Linked DNA regions of Zea mays: region 1 is linked to region 2. Evidence: chromatin contacts called from public Hi-C data. All regions are on one chromosome and are shown on one strand. The core of a region is the stretch at or near the end of the contact, and the rest is flanking DNA. Distances in the headings are between cores, read along the strand shown. Region 1 holds the start of LOC100273784 (ENTH/VHS family protein). Region 2 holds the start of LOC100192936 (delta3,5-delta2,4-dienoyl-CoA isomerase).

What was found. A called contact is a pair of places that touch in the nucleus more often than the background predicts.
Region 1: a Hi-C map of endosperm shows a contact between it and region 2, with 5 times the contacts expected there. The contact joins the promoter of LOC100273784 here to the promoter of LOC100192936 in region 2. A contact is called at or near these places in 19 of 25 Hi-C or Micro-C datasets (bundle sheath, ear, endosperm and 5 more) and 2 of 3 datasets of contacts at active chromatin or transcription factors (leaf and seedling).

The regions. Positions count from the first base shown.
Region 1 is chr8:166,809,456-166,815,978 of Zm-B73-REFERENCE-NAM-5.0, reverse strand. It overlaps LOC100273784 (ENTH/VHS family protein), which reads right to left and starts at 2,325. Exons shown (of 4, transcript NM_001148187.1): 1 at 2,244-2,325; 2 at 1,212-1,297; 3 at 585-832. The coding sequence starts at 1,287.
Region 2 is chr8:166,665,297-166,671,379 of Zm-B73-REFERENCE-NAM-5.0, reverse strand. It overlaps LOC100192936 (delta3,5-delta2,4-dienoyl-CoA isomerase), which reads left to right and starts at 2,589. Exons shown (of 2, transcript NM_001138117.1): 1 at 2,589-3,438; 2 at 3,918-4,579. The coding sequence starts at 2,763. The coding sequence ends at 4,108. It overlaps LOC100191906 (palmitoyltransferase ZDHHC9), which reads right to left. Exons shown (of 5, transcript NM_001137330.2): 4 at 5,865-6,083; 5 at 4,924-5,772. The coding sequence ends at 5,335.

The DNA of each region.
Region 1 (6,523 bases), core at 1,076-3,575, 140 kb before region 2:
GTTGCCCTACCCCAAAAAATCCCATCAACCACAGTCGACTTTACTCGTACTGTTAGCACCATGCTCTGCCTAAGTATCTTGACATGAGTCCGCAAACACAATGACAACCATGACAATGGATATGCTAACTTCTAAATTAGGACATGCCAACAAAGTTAAGGTGAAGAGCGAGCTTTCAAGTTCTCCATACTTCACACCACCTTTCTTCATCACCGGTATGTAACACAAGCACCGAATTCCCCAACCCCCATTGCTTTAAGAGAAAGAAAATGATTGAGAGGAGTGAAGGCAAGAACATGATTGTTTTTTTTTGCACTCATTCCTAGAGGCTAGAAATACTATTCACGAACCCTCGCATGCTCTGCATATCTTGTGCACGAAGAGTATCTTGAATAAAAATGTCAAATAGTAAGCTTAGTGATTAGCATTCTAATAACCTTGCCCCTAAATTAAGCACATAGATATGGGCATGACGTTGTTAGCATATTTGTTATGATGATAACCAAAACCACAATTTGAACAACATGAGAAATAATGCACATGCACTTGCATGAATATAGATATCAATGATATGTACAACATACCAGTCTTTTTGGGACATTCCGCCCAAAATCATCTCTTACAGTCAACACTCCATTCAAGGCAGCAGGGATGACCCTCATGAATTCAGCTATATATCCATTACCTTCTTTTCTGCTATTCTGCATAATATCATTCGCAAGGTACAGCAAAGATACCCTCCTCTCTACAGGAGCTGCATGGAACTCAGAATCCCATGTTTCTACAACTTGTTGGCAGCAACGATGATGAAAGACACACCAATGTGATAAAGCTTTTTTTTGTTAAGGATGACATTACATGAATCAATAAAATAATGTAGCACATAAGAAAATAGCCAGCAATAGTAGGTACCAATCTTGAGCAGGCGACAGCGAATGACTAGCATAATACTACTAACTGGTCACAATGAAGCATGAAAGGTCATCAACTGAATGGGATTTATTGACACAGTGGTCTGGAAAGTTAAGACAACAAAACTACCTTTTTTCCTGTAATCTTAAGGTATGATTATGCACTTTGCAAACCTTACAGCTATACGAGCCAATAAAATATGAAAAATACTCATATGAGAAGTTAATATAAAAAATACTTCACGCAGACAAAAAAAAGTATTAAGTTAATGGGGATTGAGAAACTGGCAAGAAGGATACTCTCTATGGTCTGCTGTGAGCTATTAAGCTTCGAAAGCTTCTGAGCCAATATCTGCTTGTCGAAACCCGCACTCATTATACGCACCCTGGCTTGAAAATCAATATTAAGTACAGTCCATAAATCACTTCATGCTGAAATAATGTGCCGAAGATGGAATAATCATGGAAAATAAAGTGGCAAAATAGATACTCTTGTATGTTGTTTTCAGACATTGTGACTGCACCGAATATTCAGGTTCTGAAAAGGAACCCATTAAAAAACATAACCAAAGTTAAACCACAGATGCGCCTGGAAGCCAAATAAAAACCCATTCGCAACTCACCAACAACCAGGCATTGATAGCCGACACTAGTAGCTAGAGTCCTACTCTGTCTTTGCAAAGGAAGGGCAACAAAAACTCCAGCCTTTTCGATAAAGCAGTAAAAGCAGCCCCAGAAAGGATGACGGGCCACGCAAGCCGTAAATGAGAACTGCCTCTCCTCATGACAGACCTGGAGTTCTGTCCTGGAGTATGGAGAGCATCAGCAGACGGAGGAGCAGAAGCAGAGACTGAGTAATAGCCCGCCTACCCGAGCAGCACATGGCATGATCGTCGTCGACGGCAGAGCAAAACCTTGCAGCTACAGAATCTCGCCCAGGAAACGCGCAGCAGGTGTGTAGCAGGTGTGCGCGTGCACACAACATCACCAGGAAACCCAGAGAGAGAGAAAACAGAGAAACATGCTGCCGCCTAATCAAACAAGCGAAAAAATCATTCGAGGCCCCGACCGGATTCCGGCTGAAACCGTCCCAGCGCGGCTCAAACAAGGGGGGAAAACGAGTCAGGAGAAAATTCACACGCACGAACATCCCAGACAAAAACAGACATACACCAGGCGCAGCGGCAGCGGCAGCGGCAGCGGTTCCTAAATCCCAGAGCAGGCGGCGAACTACACAACACAGCGCCAACGCGGCAGCGCCGGCGAGCTCGAGCTAGATCAAAACCAGAGCAGAGCAGGAATAGAGCGAGCGGAGCGCGAGAGATGCCGTACCTTCGGCGGAGCCGGTGCCGAATTCGAGGGGCGCCGCCTAGGAGGGGGCGCGCATTTGGGTGGGGAGGGAAGTCTAGGGTTTAATCGGGGATTTGTAGAGGGGCCGGAGCAGGGGGGGGAGGAAGGAGAGACGTCAGTTACTGGTCGCTCGCCTGCCTGCGCGCGTGACCCCGCGGCGAGGAGCAGCGGGGGCGCGGCCGGGGAGTGTGAGCTGGACGACGACGCGGTGTGAGGTGGATGGATGGATCCTGGGCTGCGCGGCGGGCCTGCCTGCGTTGCGGATCGTTTCTGTCACTGTATCTAGCAGACCGCGGCACGGCGCTGGCTGTCTTTGGGCTCTTTCTCCCTCTATCTATCTATCTATCTATCTCTATCTGTCTATCTATCCCTTCCCCCGTCACCGTAGCCCGTTGGAAATGAGGGAGAAACGTGGGGTATGCCGTATGCGCCTGTGCTGCGTCCCACTGTTCCGTTGCTTGGACTGCTGCTGCTACACAGCGTGACAGCAGTTCGGCGGGCAAGTTTGTATGTACGTTTGGTTGGTGGCGGTGGCGGCCAAGCAAGCTTACCTTTTTTTTAAAAAAAAAACAGCTGCACTGATGTATCATGAGAGTGAAGGCTGGTGCCACTCCATCTCTCTATCGCCCTGGTCACGTCAACTCTTCACTACACTCTCGCCCACCCCCAGACTAGAGTAGACTATAGGCTCAGTCCACAGTCACATCAATTTTTTATTTCACAATTAATTATCCATACTAATTTATTTTTACACCTAAAAATTGTACAACATAATTTTTTATTGAATTAAAAATTATGTATTACATAATACTTAAAATAGAATAACGTAATAATAAAAAAATTGCATGAGATAAAATAATGTGTGAAATGAACTCCAACTAAGTGAGAGTATTTATAAATGATCTGGGATGCAATTTGTGATTTTTAAAAAAATAAAAATAGGACTCGAAACAATCACCAATGACTTGTACATATGGCACTGGCTGACGTGGACCAATCAGATGCCGCCAAGACACTCTCACTACATTCCTCTCACCCGTTCGTGCCCAGTGCGTCGCATCGTCCCATTATCACTCGTCTCTCGCTCTCTACTGCCTGAACCCGCTCTCTAGTTTGTGCTAGAGCGAAGCGGCAGGCACGATGTCATCGGGCGATCCCGATCATCGTTCGTTCCTGAGACTCGTCCTCTCACCCCCACCCTCGTTAGCACTGGAAACAACCTAAAATTGATATTTATGTTGACTAGATATTCAAATGTTGAAGAGACTGTTCAAGAAATCTCATAATACTAACTAGCAACACATGCCTACACATACTCGATCTTTTTAGAGAAAATGTCTCTGAATTCAACCCAAACTAGAACTGAAAGTTGGACCGAGCCGAACCAAAACTGTATGAGCCCATCGTGCTTCGGCCCAATTTTTTTTGGGTCAGTACAGTACGAAATAATTTCGGGCTAGGTTGGTCCATGCCCAAATACTAAAACCTAGGCACGGTATGGGCCAAAAGCACGATGGGCCGATGCTCGGACCTTGCGGGCCCCGACACGATACGGAGAAAAAACCTTATATATGTCTAAAAATATGTCTTTAAATTATTCATAACTTTGTTATAGATTAAAAACATATGATAAAGAGAAAACAATGTTTTTATAACTTTTGTGAATAGATAAAAATATTATAGCATGGAATACCATTTAAACGTTAGTTTTATGATTTGTCTCACTTTGTGTCGTGTCGGCCTAAGCACGGCCCATTTAGTCGTGTTGTGTTGTGTCGTCCATCGTGCCTAAGTTTTAGACGCGGCCCAACCCAGCCATTATGGTCGTGCCAGCCCAGACTTTTTGTGTCGTGATGTGCTTTGGACTCTTATTTTCGGGCTATGCCTAGGCGGTCCCAAATAGCCTGGCCTAAACTTTCAGGTCCAACCTGGACGACCAGGGGCAGAGATGGAGCCCTAAAAAACCTGGACGACCAAGTTCTCGTGTTAACTTGGAATATTGTTCCTAGTTTAATACTCGTCTCAAAAGAGCAATCAAGTGAAGAATTATCATCTCTGTACTCTCAAACTTGGTGTTATTTATTCTAACCCATATTATAGACCAAGATTGTGTTGTTTTGAGCAAAATTCACAGGATCACCTATTCACCCTCCACTCTAGATGCTCTCACCGAGCCCGGGATCAGACGTGTGGAACCTGATAGGGGGCGGGCGTGTCGGAAGGGAACCACTCGAGTGGATTTTGCGCCGGCCCCAGATTGGCCTGCCATAAATAGTCGACCGCATTTAACCACGCCTTGTGGGGGACAGATATCCCTCGGTCCACTAGAAGGCTAGAAAGGCCTCGCGAAAGACTTTGGGCCCATTACTTCGCAAGGCCATCCCTTCGTGGGCCAGGGAAGGAACCACTGGCAGAATGGATTGACGCAAGATTGGATAAACCCGAGCTCAGACGACTCATTGGGTTTAAGCATTATCCACAGTGTTGATCCGATTCTCCCGCGCAGTGCCCTCAGACGTTGGAACTAAATGAGGATAAGTCGGCATGATTATAGGAAGATAAGTTCAGTCGATTCACTATTACTTAGGAGCACGTAGTTATCATACCCGCATATAATGCCCCACGCTCGAGTATATAAGGCCTAGGGGGCACCCCATCAAAAGACAGGTCACTCATTAGCAATCTACTCAATTCTCTAGCATTCTCCATACTAGAGAATTCCCCTGTAACCCACCACATAAAGATACATACCAAGAAGTAGGGTGTTACGCCTCTCTAAGCAGCCCGAACCTGTATAAAATTGTCTATCGTCTCTCGTGCGCCCAGCACGAACCATCGAGCTACAGTCAGTAACACCGTCCTACCCAAAAGCACCTCGAGGGGTAACCCCGGGTGCGCAGTCGGGTCCCAAACACCGACAGCTGACGCGCCAGGTAGGGGGTGTGTCGCTGATCCAAGCTAGCTCAATGGCCATCATTTTCCAGCACAAGATCGCTCTCCGCCCTGGATCCGTGTTCTGCTTCGGAACCGTCTCGTCCGTGGCAGACGAAGAAGGGATTCTGCATCGTATAGCGTATCCACCGGAGAAGAAGCCTTCCTCGAAAATCTCCGAAAAAGCCAGAACGAATTAGGAAATAGCGCAACCTCCAGTGCTCCGGGTGAGGACTACCTCCTGCAAGCCAGGAATAGAGAATTCGCCTACTCGAAGAACCCCGTTGTCCACCTCATCCACGAAAAAATGGACGTGGATTGCAAGGAGAAAAGAAGCAAACGAGATAAAGACCCGTCAAGCTGCTCTTCTGGCACCTTCGCCCTCAAAGGAGAACAGAGAGAAGCTTGTCGTCATGACAACTCCATTCTACCCCGATGTCCTCTTCATCGGGAGAAGAGTGGAATCGTCCCCCATCTCCGACGATGAGCCAACCATGCCTGGGGAAGAACCTCCTCAGCGAGAAGCTCGCCGACGAAGGAACCGACGCTGGAATGTTCGGCGACATCATGAAGACGGAGAACGAGACCCAGCGCAGCCTGTATCACGAGATGAGATCTCAGAGGTGGGAGAAACTCTTGATGAACGAGTCTTCAGGGAAAGGAGGAATTCCTGCCGACGTGATCGTCGGTAAGCTCAAGAGCAAGCCGAGAAGGAGGCGAGACAACGCCGAGAGAACCCTCTCTTCGGATGAAACCTGGACCCCGACTTCGCCCGAGCCATGAACACACCGAGCGAGGTCGGTGGAGTGTTGGCCTGGATAGCTGATGGCCTCCCCGGGACTCCAGATGCTGAGGGCTATCGGCGGCTACTCACTCGGGCAACTAATCATCTTCTGTCTCTCGCTCATCCTCCAACCGATCTACGACACGCCATCAATAGTCGATGGGATGCGTGGAGCTCCATCAATGCCTCGCGTGAACGACGACATGAGAACGAGATCCGGCGCCGAAAGAGTATGATCGGGATCATGGCATCTCTGCACGAAGTCAGGCCACTAGGGTTGAGTCGGCAACGGCTTCAACTGGCGGCACAACCCGGGGACGGTCGAGGCAGCACATCGACAACTCCCCTCCCTGGGACCGACACCACAATCGTCGACAAGAGGACAGGTGTGGAGTATCTGCGCTCACTCCGCGTCTCAGGGCCATTCAGTGGCCCCCAAACTTCAAAGTCTCCAACGTCGACAAGTACGAGCCTAAGCAAGACCCAGGAGGTTGGTTGGCTGTCTATACCACCGCTGCCCGGGCCGCTGGGGCAACTGAAGATGTGA
Region 2 (6,083 bases), core at 1,340-3,839:
TGTTGGTGTATGTGTTGTTCTCGCGGGTATGGGTAACCCATCGGGTAAATTTACCCGTATGGGTGCAGGTACGGGGATTTTTTGTACCCGTGACCGAATGTGGGTATCTTAACGGGTGTATTTTTATTAGGCGGGTACGAGTGTGGGGACGTGGTACCCGGTAGGTATGTACCCGTTGCCATCTCTACTCTCAAGCTCAATACAACACATAGTGGAGTAGGGTATTACGCCCCGGCAACCCAAACCACTCTAAACCCTTGTGTGTTCTTGTGTTCTTCCCGATTCCATCTAACAGGCAAAACGCTTAGGCCCCTCCTCATCTTAGGATTTAGGGCGGGTGCGTTCCGCCACCCGGCCGGAGAATTTCCTCTCCAACACAATCAAAGACCACTAAGATAAGCATCTCCACTTCACACCCCATAGGCTCTACTTTAGGCCCTCTCGTCCTATATCCTAGGGTTTTCCCTATTTTCTCCCTTCTTGACGTTGAAACCCTCTTGTGCATTGACCCCATGCCCGACCTTTTTCTTATAAATATCATTGTAGGGGGTCCCTATAGTATTTTATTAGAGGGAAATATGTACAAGTTACCTAGGGTACATGGAAGGAGGAGTTTTACATAAGGAATTAAGAGAGGAGGAGTTTTACAAGTTTCATAACCAAAGTCTAATAAAGGTAGACATTGTGTGCTTTGGTCTATAATAGACGAGAAGCATCTCTTTTTGAACAAGTCCTTACAATTTGACATTGTAGGGGGTGTTTTCAAAGATCCAATTGTTTCTGCATTTCCAACTCTTTCTGCATTTCCGGATGCATCATGTGATTGCTATTATGACTTCCATGTTCTAAGGCCTTATTAGCTGCCGTCTCAAATGTTGGATTGCTATGTGCATATTAGAGGTAAATCGCGATGTGAGTCCAATCGTGTGTCAGCATCTTCTCGCAATGCTGAACTTAAAAAAAAGACGAGACAAGGCTTCATCTTTCAACGATATACAATTTTCACATGTGTGAGTCTAGTTCCATATTTCTTCTTCTAAACATGGCTCTGGTATTTAGTGTATCCTGTATAAGTAACCAAAAGAAAAACTTTTGCTTGAGTTGGTATTTTGAGTTCTGCATCAACTTTACCTATGATTAAAAATAAAATTGATAAACTACAAACTGAGCACATATCTATACGACTATACATGGTTTATTAAAAACGATGAAGTTAGATGTGCTCTAAGTACATTGGCATGTGCAATGATGTTTGATTCTTTGTTTTTGATTATGGTATTTGCTCTAGGCACGATTAATTGCTCTTCTTGACTAAGGCAATTGGACTTGCACCCTTATGAACCAGTACTTGATTTGAAGGTTCTTACTTGCTCATAACCTACCTATCCATACAAACCTTGGTTGGTTTTGGTGCTGCACTTATCCTGCTTCTTTGTTTGCCATTGGTCTCAATTATGAGCACACTCGTCCACCAGAGCTAAAGATGATGATGAACTTGCATGCCCTCCTTTAGTTCCCCCTCAGCATCGACTACGACGGTTAGGCGCGCTGTAAGTCCTATAAAAGTTCGTCGCTTCATCGAAGTGCTAGTCTTGCACAACGTGGTGTGTTTAAAGATCAGGGGATTAGGATTGACGAGAAGCCCAAGGTGAGTTCAATTCAAGCCTGCGCAGATCATCTAAAGGAGTTGTTGCAATCAGACCTCATCAAGAAGCTTTTGAGTTTAAAATGTCGTGCTTTTTGGGACTTCGTGGTGGAGGTTTCTTTGCTTTTTTTATTAGATTTTGTCTTTGTTGTGTTGTGTGTTTTTTGTATGCTCGTGTTGCTAACGTTGTCGTGCACTCCTGTTGTTCGGGTGTTGCTCTTGTTTGTAGGGTTGGCGTAGCTTTTGTTGTACTGGTTATTTTTGTTGTAGTCCTTTTAAAGGTTGTTGTTACCTATTTTGAAGCTTTCTTTTTATCAATATAAGGGCAAGTACAACTCTGATACGGTGGTTCGATTTTCTAAGTATAAAAAAGGTAAGAGACTAAGTGGTACAATCATGAGCCCATAGACCATAAATGCAATTAAGAGACATTATGTATGGAGTGTTGTGTAGAGATGGTCTATTCGTGAAGAGTCTGTCTCTTGTATTTTTAAATTAACCTTCTAGAGACACTTTAAGAGGGGAACATATCGAATGCAAACCACATTTTGGTGCAAACCCCATGCAAACCTACAAAAAAAAAGTTTCAAAAATTTCTAAAAAAACATGAATATACATCTAACCTTACCTCATTTATATACAAAATTTTATGGTCAAATCCATCTTACTCTAACAGTTATAAAAAAGACAAATTATGGTGCATTTAAACTATTACTGTTTGTGAGAAATTTTAACCGCAGTATGTGGTTGGTCTAGTGCGGATCCTATAATGGGCTGGGCCGTGATATCCGTTCCTCCGAGCGTTGCCAAGTCGAAGGGCTTTCACTGTCACTCCGCCGGGCGCTGGCCGATCAGGGTCACCTTCTCCAAAGAATACACATGGAAGAATGATCGATTTAACCGCCGCTGTTACTGATCCGTCCAGGAGCGATATAAGTCAGAAGATGATTATCCCTATCCGCCTCCGCTTACCTTAGATGTCTCCGAGATCCAAAAACAAGAACAAGAGCGAGCAGAGCGTGGCGACAAATCACCCGCTGCCTTTTATCCCGCAACCAGCAGCAGCGAAGGCCGCGAGAGGCAGGTAGTAGCCGCACGCCACATCAACCCACCACGGATGGCCGGCGGCGGCGACCGTGACGCATCCGACGCGGAGCTCCGCGCGGGGTTCGAGACCCTGGCCGTGACGCGGCCGGACCCTTCCGCGGGGGTCTACGAGGTCCGCCTCAACCGCCCGGCGCAGCGCAACGCGCTGAGCCCGGCCGCGTTCGCGGAGATCCCGCGCGCCATGTCTCTGCTGGACCGCGCCCCCTCGGCGCGCGCCGTGGTGCTGTCCGCCGCGGGCCCGCACTTCTGCGCGGGCATCGAGCTCGGGGGCCCCGGGGACCCGCTGTCCGCCGCCTCCGCCGATCCCGTGGCCGCCGCGGAGGGGCTCCGCCGCGCGGTCCTCGACATGCAGGCGGCGCTCACGGCCATCGAGCGGTGCCGGAAGCCCGTCGTCGCGGCGGTGCACGGCGCCTGCGTCGGCGGCGGCGTCGACCTCGTGGCCGCCTGCGACATCAGGTGCTGCTCCAGGGACGCCTCCTTCGTGCTCAAGGAGGTGGACATGGCCATCGTCGCCGACCTCGGCGCGCTGCAGCGCCTCCCGCGGATCGTCGGCTACGGCAACGCTGCTGACCTCGCGCTCACCGGACGCAAGATCAACGCCATGGAGGCCAAGGACATGGGGTTGGTTACCAGGGTCTTTGATTCCAAGCAAGACTTGGATGCGGGCGTCGCAAAGATCGCCAAAGGTACCAACATCTACTGTTATCTGTCTTCTTAGACATACTATAATTGCTCATGCTTCTGCCTTGTTTAACATCGAGATGCCGTTCTCGAATATCTGTGTCGCCGCTAGATCATTTTTGAACTAAAAAGTGACAAATAGAAAAAATAAGGGAGGGAGTATTAAAACTCATGCTGCCACAAAGCTGAAAGCAACAAGCTGTAATTATGCTATCTAGTGAGCAACAAGGACTGTCACAGCAGCCCTTTTGACAACCCTTGTACCACCAATATATCAAGCTCAAGATAATTAATTGTTAACTAGCTTGTAGCCTTGTAGGAGTATAACGGTTGTTCCACCATGCGAGTATTATGCTCCAACGAGTGTTCTTTCTTACTTCGTCTGCTACGTTAAACTGCAAACTATCTTGAACTCACTCGTGCGTGAACATGATCTGTCTGTCATGTTCTTGTCCTGGACTGAATCTATGGCTGACAATTTCAGAAATAGCTGACAAGTCGGCATGGGCGGTGATTGGAACCAAGGCCGTTCTGCTGAGAAGCAGGGATGCGACCATAGAACAAGGCCTGGAGCATGTAGCCACATGGAACGCGGGTATGATGAGGTCGAACGATCTGAAGGAGGCCATCAGAGCCTTCCTGGAGAAGCGGAAGCCTGTGTTCTCCAAGCTGTAATGATCAGATACCATCATACCATACCTCTGTGTTACTTAACAAGTGGTGCTACGTATCTGGAAATGCAAAGGAATAAAGTGTGCTAGGAGTAGACAATTGTCAGGGAAAAAGAAAAAAAAAATGCCTGTTCTCGATGGAGCTGTGAAGGCATTTTTCCATGTCAGTTGAGCTTACCAAAGTTGTTTTGGTCGGTATGGATGAACCGGGGGTGTTACTGTTTTGTTACCTGTTCCAGTCTGTACGTAGATTCATCTCTTCTGCACCGAGACAAAATGCCAAACAATCATCTGGAGTTCAAAGTCATCTGGGGCTTTGAGCGAACTGGGACATTCACTACAGTCTGTGGTGCACAAGAAATGAATCTGCGTACAAACTGGAACAGGTAACAAAACCGTACAAACTGGAATAGGTACTCAAAACAGTACTCTCTGTCCTGAATTAGATTCATATATATATGAATAATTTATCTAGAAACAAATCTATCTCTATCAATTTTACAAGGTTAAATGGTCCACCAAACAATTTATTTTTCTCAAATTCTCCTACCATTTACTGCACCCTCTTAATCCATTGTCTGTGCCCCCTCTTAATCATTGTTGAGTTTCTGTGGTTAGAAGTGTGTAGTAAATATTATAACGTGCTTTTAGAACCATCTTCAGTTGATGAATACTTCAGTCGATGAAGAGTAGTATGATCTTTTCTCTGTCATACTAATCTGTTCTAAAATTAAAATGAAATACTGAAGCAAAATGCCATTTTGTCTAAGGAACTTTAAAGAAAGAACAAGATTACAGCATATTAACTCAAGATAACTTGGTGATAAACTGACACTTATAGATAAGGAAGAAATGAATCTCAACATAAGCACTCCGATCAAACGATGTTCATTTACTCCAAAGCGAAGGTTCGACATTGTTCACAACCATTACCATCCAAACCCAAGCAACCGAAACCTATTTTAGGCTTACTGCTCCGATTATATACAGACAAAACCTGACACTACCAAGCTGGAGACGTCACAAACCGACTGCTTCAAACAATGGACATGGAAGACGCCCCAAATTAAGAGGAAGAAGAAAAGAAAGTTCAGAAACAACCATACAGGTCAAAGTCTAATAACATTAGTGACCTCAAATCTCCAACAAAACAACAAATTAGCGACGAACTGGCACTAACAACCCTGAGCATCTCACTACATCCGCCTTACATGGTCAATGCCATTGCCATCATCGACCTGCTTCAACTCCCCAGCTTGAGCGCCCAGGGTTCATCGCCGAGGATCCGTGCTCTTCTAAGCCTCCTCCAACCGCAAGGGCGTCGCGGCTGAGATCTGGAGATGTGGTACGAAACCTGCCATCCTTGTCCTCCAACAGGTTGCTCAGACCTGCTCCTAAATCACCAATTTCAGCCGCCATCCTAGGCTCATCCCAAGCCACTGGTTTTCTACCCATCTCAATGTCGCCAACAGCTCTCCCCATGTTTGGACTCATGAAACCATTCGTTGGACGGGGCCTCAGACCATGCTCCTGTTCGACCCTACCACAGAAGTTGTTCTTGGAAGGAGGGATCGTTGTAAAGAAGATCTCTTTGATGTTTTCCATGACTCCCTTGTTGTATGGGTTGTCTCGCTGATCATAGCGATACCTGAAGTTCTCATATGTTGTCTACAAAGCAGAAGGCCAGAAGTAGGGCAACTGATTAGCAATTGGCACAGCATACTTCATCAGGCAAGGATATAAATGGCAACAGTTTTTACCTGATTTGTGCTCATGAGATACAGATGGAACACAGAGAGGCCACCAACAAACCAAACTGCAATGAATGTGTAGATGATTAAGGCAATAGATGCAGGGGTCTTTGTCATTGCCTTCCAAATTGTTATCTGCTCGGCATTTCTGATCTTAATAATGAACACCCAGCAGAACCCAAAGACATACAGGCAGAGCAAAGTTGTTGAGAATACAAACATATAGAA